Linked DNA regions of Sus scrofa: region 1 is linked to region 2. Evidence: chromatin contacts called from public Hi-C data. All regions are on one chromosome and are shown on one strand. The core of a region is the stretch at or near the end of the contact, and the rest is flanking DNA. Distances in the headings are between cores, read along the strand shown. Region 1 has its middle 56 kb from the start of MEF2C. Region 2 overlaps MEF2C (myocyte enhancer factor 2C).

What was found. A called contact is a pair of places that touch in the nucleus more often than the background predicts.
Region 1: a contact with region 2 is called in a Hi-C map of retroperitoneal adipose tissue, with 2.4 times the contacts expected there. The contact joins two enhancer-like sites. A contact is called at or near these places in 8 of 47 Hi-C or Micro-C datasets (embryonic fibroblasts, fetal heart ventricle, fetal skeletal muscle and 5 more) and 2 of 2 datasets of contacts at active chromatin or transcription factors (alveolar macrophages and skeletal muscle).

Annotation. Positions count from the first base shown.
Region 1 is chr2:96,270,523-96,275,565 of Sscrofa11.1, forward strand. It overlaps a transcript of MEF2C not described here. Among named protein-coding and RNA genes, the nearest start is that of MEF2C, 56 kb to the left of the region's middle. Within about 2 kb of position 2,454, at least 14 of the 83 cell types and tissues checked have an H3K27ac peak or open chromatin away from gene starts, as enhancers often do. A contact at or near this core is called in retroperitoneal adipose tissue, where this site is marked.
Region 2 is chr2:96,154,378-96,159,662 of Sscrofa11.1, forward strand. MEF2C (myocyte enhancer factor 2C) reads right to left here. Exons shown (of 9, transcript NM_001044540.1): 4 at 1,330-1,516. Among named protein-coding and RNA genes, the nearest start is that of MEF2C, 60 kb to the right of the region's middle. Within about 2 kb of position 3,749, at least 7 of the 83 cell types and tissues checked have an H3K27ac peak or open chromatin away from gene starts, as enhancers often do. A contact at or near this core is called in retroperitoneal adipose tissue, where this site is marked.

The DNA.
Region 1 (5,043 bases), core at 1,204-3,703, 110 kb after region 2:
ACTTTTAGCTCCCTTTATTTCTTTATGCTTCAATAAATCTGTAAAATAGTTACTACCGAATTCTTGTTTTGAGCAAAATTAATTCTTGTGCCCTTTATAGAAGTTAATACTAAAATTACAAAATTTTGGGGCATTTTTTCAACATTCAGTGTGAGAAAAGTTATCAATTAGAACTGCTTTTAAGAAAAACCTGACAGTTTCCTTTGCTCACTAACTACAGCAGCCGATTAGAAATTATTTTCTTTCTCATGCTGTTATTCACTTACATACTGCATATTTGCTTCAATTCTCCAAGGGAAGAAATGTGGCTCTTGTGGGAAAGGTCCACCCCTTTCTACATGTTTGCTTCCTTGAACGAAAGGAACACACCCCCTAACATTCTTTGAAATGCGTCCAACATGCAAAGAATTGTAATAGCACTGTATTATTGACCAAATTAGAATATCTTGAATGAGTCAAATATTATCAAATTGCATGTGTTTTGAATCAACTAAATGACGCATACAGAGGTAACAGAAATGAACCACATTTAGTCAAAGCCTAGGGTCTACGTTTGGACGCTCAGAATACTTGTGTTAGTGAAAGAAATCTGTGGCTGTTTTTGTGCCCTTGTGTGTGGTATGACAACTCAGAAGGAGGCCCATAAATGTTACAGGCTTCCGAGTACATCCTTTGAACCTAAGACCCATTAAGGGAATGCCTCCTCCCTTTCATAAATACTTTAAAAAAAATATTCAGAAACTGAAGTAGCCATCTTTTGTAAATAGAATCAGAAAGTTGTCTGAAATCACAGAAGTACAAGAATATGGAAAGCCTACGCTCACCATCTTAATGACAGAAAACTCACACCAAAGTTGGTAACCACTAACTTCTACCTCATTAGACAATTTTCTGGTCAGGAGAAGCTGTCTTCTAAGTTTTCCTTCTACTATATTGAATACTATGCTCCCAAAGCAAGTTTTTTTTTCATTGCTATTTTTAACAAGGCGATAGATTCCAATTTTGTGGGAATCTATGCATTTATCCTTACCTGTTATTTTCTTAAACTCTCTTTTTTACTCTACCTTTACACGGAAATTTGCAAATATAAAGACACAGAGTAGGCAAAATTTTGTATCTTTTAAGATATTTCATCATCTAAAACGAAATGGTTTAGTCCCCTTGCAATTTGTTCATCAGGCATTTGTGGATGAACTCAGCTGTATAATTTCCAGGCCTACAAAATGGAAGCTCTGATACCTAGTCTATGTTTTTCACTCGGAATTAGAGTGAACATAAACAGTGAGCATATAAGCTGGAGCTGAAGGTAATAAACTTATTAGAACTTAGTAAGACAGTGTTATGGTCAAAGAAAACCTGCAAGTGTATGCCACAAACCCACTCAGATGAAACATCTCATTCATTGGAATCTCCTATCTCACTGTAATAATGCACAGAAAATTAAACACATAAATATTAATTTTATGTATCACAGAAGATGTAGGCAATGAAAATGCAATGTTTACATTTATGAGTGACTCATTAGTGTTTTATTGTGTGAAACACTAGGAGGCATCAGTTGGGTAAAAAAAGGCTCCAATTTTTAAAGAAGCAAGAAATTACTGTAGAGTTGGATGTGTAAGAAGTAGGGGTTTTCAAAATGTTATTATGTCAACTAAACTTTTTCTCTGAAATAAACTCTGAAAACATCACATTTTGTGGCCAAAAATGACCCTTATAAAACATTCACAAAATACATATAATTTGACCAATAAACACCTATCAAAATATATTTCAAATATACAGATTCATTAGCTATGTAATTCCACATTTTTATGAAAAATATATTTGGTAACAGAAGAACATAATGGCTATTAACTACCATGCATTTTCTGCTCTGTTACTCAATACCATGAGTGTATGTTTTATTTCTGGCAAATTCTGTTTTATGCTCTCTACAATGCCTTTGAAAATGTCTACTGCAAATTAAGCCTTATAATAATAACTGCTTCACATAAACATCCAGAACTTGGTATCTGTTCAGAAAGAAGTGATGGAACTTAAAATGTAAGCTACGTATATAAAAGAGGACATGTTTTCTCTTATTTCACTATTGAAAGCCTATCATCTGAAAACTGAGTTTTCTACTGTTTGAATGGCTCTTCATAAGGAAGAAGCAACAGGGTCGTGGTATACTTATCTAGCAATCATTTGAAATTGGAGTGTCTTGCCATTCCCCAACAATCAGCTTTTATCTCTGACCTATCAAAATAACATGTGAACTGCGTAATCCGCCTTTTGTAAGGTGCACAGACTCTGTTGTAGCTCCTGGTTTTGTGAATCGCCTGTGTAATCTGGTTTGATTTCCTAAAGATGACAGATCTCGGTGAATAGTCAGGCTTTACTGAGTGCAGGGCAGTCCACGCGCCCGTGAGATTAAGGTACGGTGCTGAGGACGGGGATCTTAATCACCTACCCTTCCACATTCAGCACACAGACTGCGCACCGGTGATTAAATCTTCATTGTGTCCAGGCAATCACTGTATTCATGAAATGAATATGTGCATTTTTGTAAGTTTTAGGTATTAATTTGTGTGTTTTCTCAGAGGATGTGCTTTGGGTAAAAAAAAAAAAGTAGAACTTTATTAATAGTCTCTTTACAGTCCACTCTGTGGCCCTTAATTGCATATGAAATTCTTCCATCTTACTTTGAATCATGCCCCTGAAGCCAGGGTTCTCTGTTTAATAACTATTTTTTTTGTTGTTATGAAGCACAAGTGTCGCCGCACAGATATTTCCCCATTTTTGTCACTTTCTGAGATTTCATAGACACAAAATATACCGCATGCAGAGTTGGGAAATAAAACCACAAAATATACTACAATAAACAGAAGAAAGTTTTGAAATACAGCGTTAATATATGCCAATGAGTTTTTTAAGCTCATTTTTTTAAGTAAAATAAGTTTAAATACAATAAATCACTTATCGGAAAGATATGGTTGTTATGCTATACAATTTACTGATTCAGTAAAGAGAAGGGCCAAGGAAGAAACTGACAGACATCTGAAAAATATAAAGACATGTTGCTTTTTCAGGATCCAATTTTGAATCATTAGATAGCCCTTTTCCCTAATGGAGTGAACTATTCCCTCAAATTTTGAAAACTGAATGTGTTTACAAAATAGAAAAGAGGGAAGGTACAATAAAGTCCTTGTTACTTAAATTGCATGTATTTAATGTTAATATGTTTCTGTTCTGAAAAGTTAATATATATGATTGCATAGGTTTAAAGTATGAACAGCTGAGAAAAGCCGGAAAATTGATTTTTTATTTTAAAATGCTTTGTTATTTAAACCAAAGAAATAAATTAATATTGAATAAAAGTTACATCTTTAATACTGCCTTTCACTATATTCCACATATATACATAGCAATCATAATGTAAATAGCATAATTAATGAATGAGGTAAAAATACTGTTTTTAGTAAGAAGTCTGGAAAATATGCTACAAATACTCAAAGCTGTGTGAATTACAACAGTAAAAAACAGATTTTTATAAAGTTTAGCAAAACCTGAAGTAAAGATAACTGTCAACTATTGTCTCCTTAACTTGATTAGGGGATCACATCTTAAACACTGCCTTTAAAGTGTGTTTTAATGAAAACTTTTAGAATTCATTTAGAAGTCTAATATATAGTCAAGTATACTTTTGCACAAATAGAATGAGATACTTGATTTTAGAGATTTTTTTTCCTCTTGAGATCAGACATTAGATAAGTACATCTCCTTTTACCTGTCAAGTTCTGCATCTACTTGCTTTAGAACTACCTCTTTTAACTTAATAATTTCATGTATACTCTGGAGGACAATAATATGGTTTATTAACTGCATTATACTTAACTGAAATGCTTGTGCCATACTGGTATATACTGAATGTTTTCAAAGACTGGCCCAAATTGACATTATTTTAAAAATTAAATAAGATGTTTTTATTTCAAATTGGAGATGGTTAATCTCTTTAAAGCTAAAATTAGTACGCAATACAGAGGGGCTCACAGGTGGTCACATTTCCATGTCCTACCAAGTCTCTAGGGATTGGAGTTATTACATTCTACATAAACATCTTTACTCTGCAACCACAATTCTATCGCAAGGTGCCAGTTAAAAAGAGGCTGGTCACTTTTTTTGACTGGTATAATGAGGTAGCCAGAGTTCCTTTTATAGCACTTAGAAAATACATGCAGTCACCAACCATTTCACAAGACAGTTACTATTAGAGTTAGTATCAGATTCACAATAGTAAAATGCACTTTGTGTCAAAGCAATTCTCCTCTGGGGATGGGTTAAAGAATTGGCAGAGAGCCTGACTCTACTTATTATACCATCAGCATTTACATATAAAGGTATTTTACACCAAAGACACACTTTCCTAAAATGTGAAGAAAAAGAGCTTTTCCCCCCAAAATGAAAACTACTGGACCTAAAATAGACATGTTTCAGACATACGATTTCCTTTAAGAATGAATAGCCATATTCTGGGAAGGAGATAACACTAGCAATAAATTTAAATATTTGCATAGTATTTAATAACACAATAAGCAATGTGCCATGTCTATATATACTTCCTTTGTGCCAAACTTTATCACTGAGTTTGGTAACTTTCATCTGAAGTCCAAAGAGAAGTGACTTAACCTTATTTGTTTTTAAACAGCTATGTATTTGACCTAAACAGCAATGCATACACTGAAATCCCAACAAGAATCATGAAATGTGTAGACTACCATGGCCAAGGTATTACTTCGTGTTCACATCAAAGAAGCCCTCTATCAAGCCAGCACTTTGGTAATGGAAGGAGATGCACAAAGGTATACTCTGACAGACAGCCATGCTTTAGCTCAAACTAATCCCAAGATTTAGTAGCTCAGAAGCATAACCCAAGGCAAATTGGAGTCTTTGGTGGGACTCATAGCAGCATCTTTCCACAGTGAACTAACGGCTAAATCTTAAGGCATGTACTTCAAGGTCACAGAACATTCTGTGAAATATTAAAATCCACCAGGGTCC
Region 2 (5,285 bases), core at 2,499-4,998:
TGACCTACTTCACTCAGTATGAGAAATACTACTCAGCCATAAAAAAGAACAAAACAATGCCATTTGCAGCAACATGGATGAAACTAAAAATTTCTTATTCAGTACTTTAAAAAAAATGTTAAGTATGTGATGATTTGCTTTATACTATTTAGAAACAATGATTCTGGGTGCTTCTTTGAGAAATATGAAGGAATTGTTTAGTTATATTCAACACAAATTTACTTGGTTTCTACTGTGAGCCATAACAATCAAGAGGACATCTTTCCCTTCAAGGTTCTTTATGTGCAGTGGGGAAATGAACACATACTCAATATAGTACATCATATTGTATTTTGCTTGATCTAAGTACTAAGAATGACTGAATCTCTCCTGAGTGATAATTTCTCTTTTCTGGGACACTGTGAACTGTACAACCATAAGAAGCTCCTAGAGGTGCAGACCAAAATTTGTGGCAGGTGTCTTTGTCCTTATCATGTGCTTTTAACTTCATTTCTGACTTAGTTTTGCTTTTAAACTCAGGTTTCTTATAAACTATGCTATCCCATCACATTTCCTTTCTGCCGTAATGGTTTGTGCCATAAGGTATTGTATAAACAAATAAATAAATAAATAAATATTGATCCAAATAGGAAACAACTAAATGAGATAAAAATGCTATCAGAGGAGTTCCCGTCGTGGTGCAGCGGAAATCATTCTGACTAGGAACCATGAGGTTGCTGGTTTGATCCCTGGCCTTGCTCAGGGGGTTAAGGATCCGGTGTTGCCGTGAGCTGTGGTGTAGGTTGTAGACACTGCTTGGATCTGGTGTTGCTGTGGCTGTGGTGTAGGCCAGTGCCTACAGCTCCGAATAGACCCCTAGCCTGGGAGCTTCCATATGCCACGGGTGCAGCCCTAAAAAGACAAAAGACAAAAGACCAAAAAAAAAAAAATGCTATCAGAGAACACAGGGGCAGGTTTCACAGAGGAGTTGATATCTGGTTAGGAGCAAGAGGGAAAATGGCATTTTAGGCAGAATTCAAAGCATGGAGACAGGATATTTGATGTTCTGTTGGAAAAAGCATTTGGTTAAAATGTAGCCACTTGAGGAAATTGGTGACAGATAGGCTGAACAGATGAACTGCAGATTATGAAAGATTTTGAAAGATATGCTAACAGGGTTAGGTTTTATCATGTGGAAGACTAGTTGGATGGGTACTGAGCAATGAAAAAATATAACAAATGGAAAACGGAAAAATTGAAAAACTGAATATTCTGTAGGGAGAAGAGCCTTTTTGCTAAGAGTGGCTCCTTCCAATGATTTGTTAGAATCACGCTCTTACAAGAACATACCTGTGTTACCTGCACTTGGAGGTCGATGTGTTACACCAGGAGACATACTATTCCTCTGCAGAGACGGGTGGGCCAGTGGCAAAAGGTTGGGGTTTCCCAGTGAGCTGACAGGGTTGCTGTATACCAAACTGTTGTGGCTGGACACTGGGATGGAGACTGGCATCTCAAAGTTGGGAGGTGGAACAGCCTGAAGGAGCAGGAAAAAAAAAAAAAAAGCATGAGTAAAAGAAAAGCATAGAAAGAAAAGCCCTTAAAGTACAGGTAGCATTGCCTTTACCAAGAAAAATTTCAAATTCCAAACTGCTTGGTGTCTAGAAGACCATTAAGAGCTCTGAAGATGTTCGGATCATAAATTGATTTCTTTAATGTGCTTAGAACTCTTTCTCTGCAATTATTAGAAAACGTTTCACTTTTGTTTAAAACAAAGCCCCATTTTATTAGACTCCATTGTCTTTGAATTTCATTCTATTAAGTAGTAATTGTTCATTTTTGGTATCTGGATCTGGTGCCAGAAATGACTGCAAGATCAAAGGTACATGATTGTGATGACTTCACAGAGAAAAAGGATTAAAATGCAAACCAGAGCCTTTGGTTTAATTGCTTATTGAAGTATATTTATGCAGAAGTTTAATGATATAAAATCATCTCCATGCGTGTGAATAGCACATATACTTTAATTATTATAAAGTCTGTCTTTTGAAAGTAACTCTAAAGATAATAGACATTTCAAAAAACAGGATTGAACAGAGCATGTATCATTCAATAATTCATATTTTACAATGATAGTTCAGAATATATGTTACACTTCACATTTTGGGATATGCTGACAGTGACAAATGGCAACACCTATATATCCAACGAGAGAAGTGGCAAATATTTAGTGAACTGAGGCCATGTGGATGTCTAATTGGAGTAATTCAGGTCCCAATTATTGATTTTTTGGTTTCATTTTGGCAATTTAATCTGACTCCTGCTAATTTTTCTGCTTGCACTAACTAGATAATCATAGTTTTAATTCCTTTCCTCCTTTTTTATTTTTAACATTATAAATGAAAATATGGTATGAACATATTGCCCTGAGGACTCATGATGTCAAGAGTATACAGCATTCTTAATATAAAATGGATATATGTGTGAGTGTGTATGCATATGTGTGAATCTAATATATATTTTAAAGACAAGGGTTTATATAAAACATTCCCTCAGGGATTTCCTAAGCCACTGAGCAAATTTAAATGCATGTGTGCATGTGGCTCAAAGTTTTCTTTTCTCACTATATTTTCTTATAATCCTAACATTAAGCTTGTTTTATGGGTTGGTCAGCCGGCCTTCATCACATGTCGTGCTCTGCAACAGCTCTATGTTCATCCTGGTGATGATTACAATACTGTGCTCCTTTTATGCTTCTGCTCTCTTTTTCTTTATTTTTCCTATTTTCTGCTTTGGACATGGCCAGACAGGTGAGAGCAAATGTGTCACAGCTCTTTTCATTTACATGTCTTTGGTTCTCATTGTTTTAGAGGGAAATAAAAATGTTCACACACTCTATTAACACAGTCATTCTTTATTAGGCTTGATCTGTTGGAAGCAGAGTAACAAAAAATAATTTTGGGTAAACACCCTGATATAATGGAATGTAAACATTTGATAAGACATCAAAGAATGAATATATCCCCTGATTCCCAGAGCCTTTAAACAACAACAAATATTAGAGTATGCTATAAAATAAATGTCTGGAACCAACAAAATATTGTATTCCCTTGTTAAATGGCCAAATAGGAATTACTCTAGCACGGCTAAGAAAACAAAATAACCGTCCAGGTCTTCCCCATTTGCTCCTGCTGCCCCCCAATCCACTGGCCAGCCTCTTCACTGCTCTGGGCCCAGGAGGCTGACCCTTCTGACTGCATCCTCCAGGTTCTGCTGGCTCTCTGGCTTCAGCTGAGCCAGTGAGGCACTGGCAGAAGGACAGAGAATAGGAAAGAGGTCAGTATTTTTCTACTGTAGCATTCCTCTTATTGGGCCACTGGATGGCAGAGGCTGCATTCCCTTCGTGAAGGCTACACTTCTGTCTTTTTTTTTTTTTTTTCTGCCACATGGGGCATGTGGAAGTTCCCAGGGCAGGCATCCAACCCTCTCTGCAGCTGTGACCTTAACCCGCTGCACCACAAGGGAACTTCCGGCCACACCTCTTTTGGGGTCCTCTTTCCTCCAAGATGTAGATCTTGCTGTGCTCTGGTAATTTCTTCCTCCTCTTGCTCCTTCAGATTTAGATGTGCTAACGGCTTCCAGGCTGGAAGCCCTAATGTACTTCACTATTTCTGGAGTTTCCCCAAACTCTATCCATCTGTAAATAGTCCTTTTACTAAACTCTCAATTACCCATGTGGGCTTGCCATCTGTTTCCCACTGGAGCCATAATAGCGACTCTCTAGATCCAGAACAGTGGTACTCTACACCAGTGGACTATCTCCTAAGGGAACAGTTTGGATATTTGTGGGTGTCACAATGACTGGGGGTAGGGCTGACATTTTCTGGTTGGGTGGGAAAGTGTGCTGAATATCCTATCATAGGTGGCACAGTTCTACACATCAAAGAATCGTCTTTTACCCCATCCAACTTTCAGATGCCCCAGTGGACATTCATGTGTATGAAAAACTTGTTTAATAATAATCTGCAAACACAAGCTATTTTTTATACACTGAAACAAAGATTTTATTATACACTGAAATTTCCAGAAATGCAATTACTGTGTATGCTGAGGGAATGTTCCACTTTGTTTGGTATGGAATTTTATTAAAAATTATTCACCACTCTGGAAAATCATGTCACCAATGACAATTCTGTTCCTGTGTCTGGGGTTGTAAATATGGCATGCTGCTTGCTCTCAAATGACTCCATGAAAAACTTTTCCTCATCACTGAAAATGCTCTTGTCAGTCAGGAATGACCTTTAGGTTGCTAAATCCAGTGGTAACTTCTCAGTCCTCAACTGGGACACAGCTGATCACTCCTTGTAAACTTCCTCTCCTTCCCGGGCCCTGAACTCTTCCCTCTTGTTTTCAAAGAAGGCTCTTTTTCAGCCCCTGTGGCTGGTTCTTCCCTTTACCCCCTGATCTCTGAATGTAAAAGGAACACAGTCTTTCTCTTATCTCCAGCTCCAATTTTTCTCCTGATTCCAACCTTGCATATCCAGCTACAGCCTCAGTATTTCTACCAAAATGTCTACCTCATACACATCTCAAAATTAGTTTCAGTCTAGCTTTCCCCATTGCCACCGATGACAGCTCAAAATGCTTTCATTTGCACAGAATAAACTCCTTGGAGTCACCCTGAGTCTTCTCTTTTTCTCACATCCCACATTCAGCCTAACAGGAAATCCTATTGGCTTAACTTCCAAATACAGTCTCCGACCCCCTCTCACCTTCTAATGGCAACCACCCTGGTTCTAGTACCATCATCTCTTGCCTTGATCACCACAGTCACCTCTCGATAGTCACCTCCTTCTATCCTTATCCTCCTTTTTGTTTTCAACCCAGCAACCAGATAGATCCTTTAAAAGGATAAGTCAGATGATGGCACTTCTCTATTCCCTGCAAGAGCACCCACCTTACTTGGAGTAAAGCCTGACTTCTTCCAGTGTTCCACAGGGCTCTGAAAATTCCAGTTTTCTCCAGGCTCCATTATCTGATTTCCTATCATCCTCATCCTCCCGCCCTCAGGCTTGTCTCATTTCCATGGCTAACTCCATCCCTTCCTTCAAATTTCTGCTCAAAATCTGGTTTTCTCAAAGAAGCCCACCATGACCACTCTATTTAATCCTGCTCCTGCTCCCACCCATCTCCTGATCTCATTCCCTTGTGTTTCTTTACCTTCTTTTATAAGATCAGTTATGATGTTGGCCAAATAATGTCCTTTTCATCAGGATGCTAAAGCTCTCTTGCTGTGAGGTAATATG